Regions from separate parts of the Salmo salar genome. Here region 2 is linked to region 1. Evidence: chromatin contacts called from public Hi-C data. All regions are on one chromosome and are shown on one strand. The core of a region is the stretch at or near the end of the contact, and the rest is flanking DNA. Distances in the headings are between cores, read along the strand shown. Region 1 holds the start of LOC106569984 (type-2 ice-structuring protein). Region 2 holds the start of LOC106569980 (zinc finger protein 665).

The links. A called contact is a pair of places that touch in the nucleus more often than the background predicts.
Region 2: a Hi-C map of gill shows a contact between it and region 1, with 4 times the contacts expected there. The contact joins the promoter of LOC106569980 here to the promoter of LOC106569984 in region 1. A contact is called at or near these places in 2 of 3 Hi-C or Micro-C datasets (gill and muscle).

What each region holds. Positions count from the first base shown.
Region 1 is chrssa14:63,685,990-63,690,396 of Ssal_v3.1, reverse strand. It overlaps LOC106569984 (type-2 ice-structuring protein), which reads left to right and starts at 2,254. Exons shown (of 4, transcript XM_014141795.2): 1 at 2,254-2,564.
Region 2 is chrssa14:63,833,052-63,837,458 of Ssal_v3.1, reverse strand. It overlaps LOC106569980 (zinc finger protein 665), which reads left to right and starts at 2,592. Exons shown (of 8, transcript XM_045694659.1): 1 at 2,592-2,908.

The DNA of each region.
Region 1 (4,407 bases), core at 1,005-3,504:
TACTGAGTTTGGATAATCCAAAAGTTACTTTACTGATTACAATTTTGGACAGGTAACTAGTAACTGCAACGGTTTACATTTAGAAAGTAACCTACCCAACAATGTGTAGCCTAATGGTAATTACTTTTTAACGTGTCACAGTAGTTCTCCTGCATTGTAGCAGTTACTTCAAAGCAGCAGTAGTAGGACCACACACATTCTGGCAGGCTTGTAATGGTTGATAACAGTAGCCAGGACACACTGATATTTCCCAATCCCTTCTCCACCCCCAAACACAAATAGCATTACTCAACATCCTAAAGTAAGGAGTTTTTGCATCCCCTTGAAAGGAGTCATCCACTTCCTATATCTGTTTTGATCAATTAGAGAGCGAGGACACATGGCTGACTCCCATATAGTGAATGAATCCAAGGGAGTTTCACAGAGCATTCTGGGTTGGGAAGATTTACTGAAAGTGAGGCAGTAACAGATACAGGAAAGGGAGTTACCCTTTTGATACTGTCTGACTCAATGTGACAAAGGAGCCTAGTAAGCCTTCACAATGTGAATTAAAGGTACACGAGCACACACAAAAGTGCGCATGCGCAGCACGCACACGAAGGGAACCTAAGGACATGGAATTTATGTCATCAATCCCCACCGGTCATTAGTAGGTGATAGGATGTTGTGATGTGGGTCAGTGAGATGCTTTATGTGAGCTAAACATTCATTATTACCACCCTTCCCTGTAGTCGGTTGGCTAATATCTACGGTGATTCTTGAGACAGGATGTGCCGGAACGTAACCGTCCAACGTCACACTAGTAGGAAAACACAGCAGTCTGATGAAGGTCATTTGAGCAGCACTGCTCTGAAAATCGTATTGCGCTGTCTCTTAATCATCATGGTTAAACACTGTGTTCCCTTGATGACCTAACTGTTAGTGACAATGACATTAGCATATCACTCACTGGATTTCACAATAAGGCGCTAGAGTTCATGTTGCGTTATGGATTAATAACACAATGAAAACAGGAATGTTTTAAGTGGAAAATCATCAGATGACCCATTCATGATTTATCAATGTAGTTTTTGTATGCAACTCCTATATCCACACTAGTCAGTCATCCAAAAGTCAATACGGCTTAACTGTACTCACCTTTCCGTTCACATACAGTAAGTTCAGCAGCAGTACTGGCAGTAGAATGTTTATAGCCTACTGTACAGTACACACTATACATGAAAGCATTTTAAAGGCTTGTGGGGCACTCTAGTGGCTGATCAAAGGAAAATAACCTCAGAAATGTATAGCAGAGACAGAAGACGAAGTGAGACATTCCACTCCTTCATTTTTTCTGGTTCATATAAAGACAATGAATGAAGCAGACCAGACCCAGCTGCTAATGCATCGGTGCCTATGGGAGAGCCACGCTGTTAAGCAGACCAGAATGTACCTTTTTAAAAAATGATAAACGGCCTGTGGGATATCTTTATTTATCCATCAGCTTTTTGTATAGTCGCCTACATGCAACCATTTTAAAGCATTTTGAAGGCTAGTAATTAAATCTAATGGCCTAACATAATCTACATTGATTGCACTGTATCTAAATGATTAAATACCCCACAAAACATGTAATAAAAAAAACACAACATGAAACATGCATATGTTAATACTATATTCTGCTTATAAATAGTTAATTAATGGCATTTTAATTAGAAAATTAGCTTATTACAAGTTGTTCAATTCAGATAGTTAGCCCAAACCCATAAAATAATTTCCAGACGTTTCCGCAGTGGTCTAAGCCTCTGCATCTCAGTGCTAGAGGCATCATTGCAGACCCTGGTTTGAATCCAGGCTGCATCATATCTGGCCGTGATAGGGAGTCCCATAGGGCTGCACACAATTGTCCGGGTTTGGCCGGGGTAGGCCGTCATTTTAAATAAGAATGTGTTCTTAACTTACTTGCCTAGTTAAATAAAGGTTATTAAATGGACCCATTTTTTATATTTTGTTAAAAAAATATTCTCTGAATGGGAAGTGACACATACAGTCGCAAAAACTGCCTATGCATGCCAATGCTAAAGTTCAATATTGGTCCAACAAATTGGCACAGGCCCTACCCACTGGGCAAACAAGACTAGCTCAATGAAATGACGTTGAATCAACGTGCAGCAGACATTGAATTGACGCCTATGCCTAGTGAGTAGCCTCATCACTCCGTGGTCTCCCCGAGCAAAAAGGCTAGCCCAGGCCCTGGCAATGTTGAACAGACACAGAGTTTAATCAGAAACGTCATTTTTCTTCTTGTCCAACGTCCAAGTATAAAGGCTACATTCCAAAACAGTCAACCCTCCTCTTGCTGAATTATTTTGACCTCACTTCACATGAGTTGGGGTAGAATCACAATAGTCTAGTTCTAGCTGCTGAATCAGTTTCTTATTGACGAGGATCAAAGCGGTCCAGTGCGAGAGGCGCGATGGTTGATATAGGATCAACAGCATGCGAGGGGATGTATTCAAAACTAATCGACAACTACAGGCAATATTTTGAAGACGCAGAGGTGCGCGGTCCAAAAGCGCACACTGGTAAGAAGACAAAAGACGTGTTTCCTATAAAAAGTCATGTATTTATGGAAATTATACAAATGATCTAAAATGTTTCAGTAATGAAAGCAGACAGGGATTGGAAATCAAACTGGTCTCAGAGCATTTCGTATTATTCTGTATGTAAATCCCAAACACCACATTTAGTATGATATGTTACGTTACGTATGTTTTGTATTAATTTGTGGATGTCCATCATCCATTTTGTATATGTTACGAATTACAATTCGTACTATATATATTACGAATTTGCAAAACCTATTGAAATGTATGGCATTTGGGACAAGAACACACTTCAAATCTAGGTGACCACCATTTGACAAAAACAATATTTGCATAATTTCCGGCAAAGAGAGCCTAATGACTGATTTACATGGTCAAGTTTGGGATATACTGGTTGAATCAACATTCTATCCACGTCATTTCAACAACAAAAAAAATCTATGTGAGGACGTTTAATCAACATAGAAAACTGATTTGGATTTGGAAAAAGTAATCAAAGGGAATTTTAACCTAAATCCAAAGACATGGTGACATTTTTGCTGATTTCATGTTGAATTCAAGAAAGTTCACAACTCAACCAAATGTAAATCAAAACTAGATGTTGAACTGACATCTGTGCCCAATGGGTTTGGTTATGCAGTGTTCACTCAGGCATGACGTGTATTGCATTCAAAATACAGTTCTCTCAGGGTTTCCATATCTGTCTTTCATCATTACCTTCCTCAATAGAATAGACACTGCTTCTAATTTGTATTCAATATGCTTCCTCCCACATATCTGACAACATAGCTAATTGTATAATACTACAGAACTGTCACAAGTTCTGAAGAACAATAGTTCTTTATTAAGGAATGTCATTAGTTAAATAAAATCTTGCATCTAATGTGAAAAAATATATTTGCATGCTGTGACCTTATGTCTGACTCCTAATACTGTAAAGTGAAAACATTGTCAATTTCAAAATGTGTCAATCTGTTCCTCTGGGACAGAGCTGGCAACAAGCAACACCCCTTCCCATACAGCCCATGTAGTTTTCCTGAATGCTCCTACTACTCTGTGGTGCAGTCAGGACAGACGTGCCCATACATGCTCATGACATTTAACAGCCAAATAAATGCTCTTTGTGTAATGATTACACAGCATATGCATGGACATGTTTAATTTCCTGACCTAGAATATCAACAACCATAATCCTGCCCTACAAACATTATGGGAAGTAGGATTCAACAGTAGGTATTTTGTGAATCATCGGGAGCAAGAGGTGGCCTACTGACAATACATGGTTGTTTTTAAGAGCAGTCACGTGATTATTCTTCTTTACATTACTTTTGTTCCCCTTTTAACGGTTGGCTCAATCAAATATCGAATCAACATTTATTTATTAAACAATTCTCTAAGTACTGATTGACAGGGTATAAACAGTATCCCTAATCATTAGTAGCCATTAGCCTGTTTCCTTCTCAAAAACCCACAATAACAATTGTGTATTGCAATAATTTCATTAAGGCTTATATTTAAATGATTCCGAAATTGTTTTCTTATTTGAATTCTTTTTTCTTTGTGTATACCACATAAAACATGTAAATACTGAAAGATAATTTAATCAAACCTCTTTTTCAATTATACTTACTAGTTTTTGATTTCATATTTATCTTCCATACTTTTTATAATGATTCATGAAATCTATCAATTTTCTACCAAACACACAAATATGGGTTTTTGTCTGCAGGATTAAATGTTGTTGACATTCTGAAAATATTTCAGTGTAGGCATGTTGTGCATCCCCAGTCTGCAGACAGTAGGCTGTAGTATAGTATCTGAC
Region 2 (4,407 bases), core at 1,343-3,842, 150 kb before region 1:
ACGACTCTCTCAGGTCAGGGCGTGACACATATAGTAATACCTATATAGTTGTTAACCGCTCAACACAAATAGCTGCATGTGCGCACTCCCTCAAATCCATTGGAGAAAATATACTTTCTATTTTATTCAGCTTTGTTCAATTGTATTCTTCATACTATAAAATAATGCCACAGAATTCTAAGCAAATCTTGCCTGCTAAATGAACTAGTGTAGCCCACAGCCATTTGGCATAGCCAGATTAAGACCTATCATAAGGCAAACTCAGAGTATGCTATTCTGTTCTTCTGAAATAGACTACATTTTCATCACATCATGCTTCTTTAGACCTGTCTGAAATAAATAATGGATTTATTGTGAAGGTGTAGGCTATATTACATGGATTTATAAGCAAGGAAACTGTGCAGGTGCAAGGTAACTGTGCAGACACAGTTATCTGAGCTATCTGATTGGCCAGCGGTAGGCCTATAAGTGCACTTGATTTGCTCTCTGGGTGTTAATTTATACATAATATTATTCAATAGAATCAATGGTTCAGTAAGTGAAATTACCATTATTCCCAGATCCCTGACTGTAGTCTACCCATCAACTCAAGATGGAACTTTGTATCCATTCACTGATTGTTATAATATACTGCAAAATTCACCTGAGCTGAGCGCCGTAGACTGGTCTTTCCTGGCTGTCTGACCCTGCTGGGACAGCTGTCCCCATCTTATCCTGTTAAAAAACTTATTCGGGATCAGTGTCCCATCCACGGGACGGTTGAGCTAACGTAGGCTAATGCGATTAACATGAGGTTGTATGTAACAAGAAAATTTCCCAGGACATAGACATATCTGATATTGGCAGAAAGCTTAAATTCTTGTTAATTTAACTGCACTGTCCAATTTACAGTAGCTATTACAGTGAAAGAATACCATGCTATTGTTTGAGGAGAGTGCACAATTTTGTACATGAAAAGATATTAATAAACAAATTAGACACATTTGGGCAGTCTGGACAAAAAGAAATGACAGAAATGCAATGGTTAATTGGATCAGTCTAAAACTTTGCACATCTAGTGCCAAAATCTAAATTGCACCTGGGCTAGAATAATTCATTATGGCCTTTCTGTTGCATTTCAAAGATGATGGTACAAAAAAAATACAAAGAACGGTTGGTTTTTTCTTTGTATTATCTTTTACCAGATCTATTGTGTTATATTCTCCTACATTGCTTTCACATTTCCACAAACATCAAAGTGTCTCCTTTCAAATGGTACCAATAATATGTATGTCCTTGCTTCGGGGCCTGAGCTACAGGCAGTTAGATTTGGGTATGTCATTTTAGGCAAAAAACTGAAAAAAGGGGCAGATCCTTAAGCGGTTTTAAGACATGATGAGCATAGTGTTGTGTACTGACTGTGCACCATAACAGTGAAGCCTGTAGTGCTGTTTATACCGTGTCAATTAGTTGGGAATTAGATAGGGAAACTGACAGACCAATAAAGTTACATTGCTATACAGACTGATTGTGGCTGAAATAACATCTAATACTAGCCAACTTTTGGTAACTCCAATGGTACATCAACTGGCGAAAACAAGCCAAGTTAATTTACTTCTGTTGAAACAGGACAAAATAAAGGCTACAAAACATTTCCATACAGACAACAGATGTCAGATACTGCTACCCGACAGATAGCCAGAGGCTAGAGCTGAACTGGCTGTGGTAGTTAGCTAATTCATTCACCTCAGACAGAACTTAATTCGAGAAGGGACGAAACATTAGCTAACGTTACACGTCAGTTGCACTACTAGCTCAGCACGGGAATAAATACTTTAAAAAAAAATTAAGTCAAAAAGCAGTTACCTTGCCAGCTACATCAGTCAAATAAAGAGTAGCCTGTTTCTGCTCTGCTTACTTTTACAACTCAGAGAAAAAGCATAACACACAGACAATAGCTGCCTCTGTTCGCACGCTCTGTGGTGTCCTTGCGGTCCTAAATCCAGCTGGCTTAAACATTGGCTCAGTTGGTAGAGCATGGTGTTTGCAACGCCTGCATCGTGTGTGCAACGCCAGGGTTGTGGGTTTGATTCCCACGGGGGGCCAGTACAAATAAATATATATATATATATATATACACAAAAAAAAAAAATGCATGAAATGTATGCACTCACTACTGTAAGTCGCTCTGGATAAGAGCGTCTGCTAAATGACTAAAATGAAAACTGTTAAACCACCAAGCAGCCTACGAGACCGCTCTGAGCCGTCAGCATTGTCCTAAACTAATGTACAAAACTGAAAGTAAAAGATGCAAAAACGAAATGAAGGCGAAGCAAAGAAATTACGTACACAGAACAGATATACCACTTCTTAGACTTGCTTTCAACGAGAATAACATATCTATGACACATTTCTATGTGCATTTGGTCGGGTCCCCAAAAAGTTAAATATTGCAGATTTATTATAAAACAGCACCAGTGTTACAATGTACTGTACCTACTCTTCAAATGCTACCACACTAGCCAGCCAGTGCCACTTGTTTGCTCATTTGTAGCGCAAGTAGAAAATTCTCCAAAGACGTTAAGTGATTGGTGAATATTCCGCGCCAAAGTAACCAATCGAGTAGCGTTTTACTAGGTGGTCGTCGTCGACTGTTTTGACAAACATTTTGGTAGCGTCGATTTGCAGTTGGTATTAATACATTTATGTCGTTTTATGAAAGGCCGTTTACTTTTGAGCTTATTCGAGAAGCAGACTATCATTTTTTATTCAAGCAACCAAGCCTTCGTGAGAGGGAAATGTATTCTGAAAGAGGGAGTATATAGACGATCGACCTACAGAGGAGCGGCCATTGTACCATAGAAAGCACGCGCAATAGTGTTTGTCAGCTCGATGGGATAGCAGCCAACTCCACTTGTCTGGCTTGCAGGTACAGTTAGCCCACTTTGATACAAGAACCCAAATAATGCGGCTACTAACAACACCTGAAAATGCTTTAGGACCATTTAAATATTGTAAATATGTATGCATAAAGAATAATGCTTGACAAGACAAAAACAATATAAATGTATGTCACTTGCGTCAATATCTCAAACAAGATCGGGGTAACCATCTGCACAAAATAATATTTGAACATGAATATCTACCTACACTTAGGCCTGCAACTATTTCTTTACGCACTCGTCTTTCCACAAGTTGTGAGGTTGTATATAGCACCATAGGGGGCGACATTGCATAAGGTTTAAATCATAGACTGTAAAAAAAGATATATGCATCAATATTTAACTGAAATCCCAATACTATATTGAAGAGTACCACTTGTTAGGCATGGATGGATATCACAGTGAATTTATTTCTCAGAAGTTTATCAAAGGTTAAGCCACTGATTTTGCAAAATACTTTATGTACAATAGAATGTGGTGAAGTGTTTAGGCCTGTAATATAGAATGGTTTATTGGTTCATTGCATCTAGTTGATTACTTCGTTATAGCTAGGGGCTGAATTGCCATATACAGTGCATTCGGAAAGTATTCAGACCCCATGACTTTTCCCACATTTTGTTACGTTACAGCCTTATTCTAAAATGGATTACGTTGTTTTTCTCAATCTACACACAATACCCCATAATGACAAAGCAAAAATAGGTTTAGAAATGTTTGCAAATGTATAAAAAAAAGCAACTAAAATATCACATTTACATAAGTATTCAGACCCTTTACTCAGTGCTTTGTTGAAGCACCATTGGCAGTGATTACAGCCTCGAGTCTTCTTGGGTATGATGCTGCAAGCTTGGCACACCTGTATTTGGGGAGTTTCTCCCATTCTGCAGATCCTCTCAAGCTTTGTCAGGTTGGATGGGGAGTGTTGCTGCGCAGCTATTTTCAGGTCTCTCCCGAGATGTTCGATCGGGTTCAAGTCCAGGCTCTTTCTGGGCCATTCAAGAACAGTCAGAGACTTGTCCCGAAGCCACTCCTGCATTGTCTTGGTTGTGTGCTTAGGGTTGTTATCCTGTTGGAAGGTGAACCTTCACCCCAGTCTGAGCTCCTGAGGGTTATAGAGAAGGTTTGCATCAAGGATCTCTCTGTACTTTGCTCCGTTCATCTTTCCCTCGATCCTGACTAGTCTTCCAGTCTCTGCCACTGAAAAACATCCCCACAGCATGAGGCTGCCACCACCATGCTTCACCGTAGGGATGGTGCCAGGTTTCCTCCAGACGTGACGCTGGCATTCAGGTCAAAGAGGTTTCATCAGACCAGAGTCTTGTTTCTCATGGTCATAGTCCTTTAAGGTGCCTTTTGGCAAACTCCGAGCAGGCTGTCATGTGCCTTTTACTGAGGAGTGGCTTCCGTCTGGCCACTCTACCATAAAGGCCTGATTGGTGAAGTGCTGAAGAGATGGTTGTCCTTCTGGAAGGTTCTCCCATCTCCA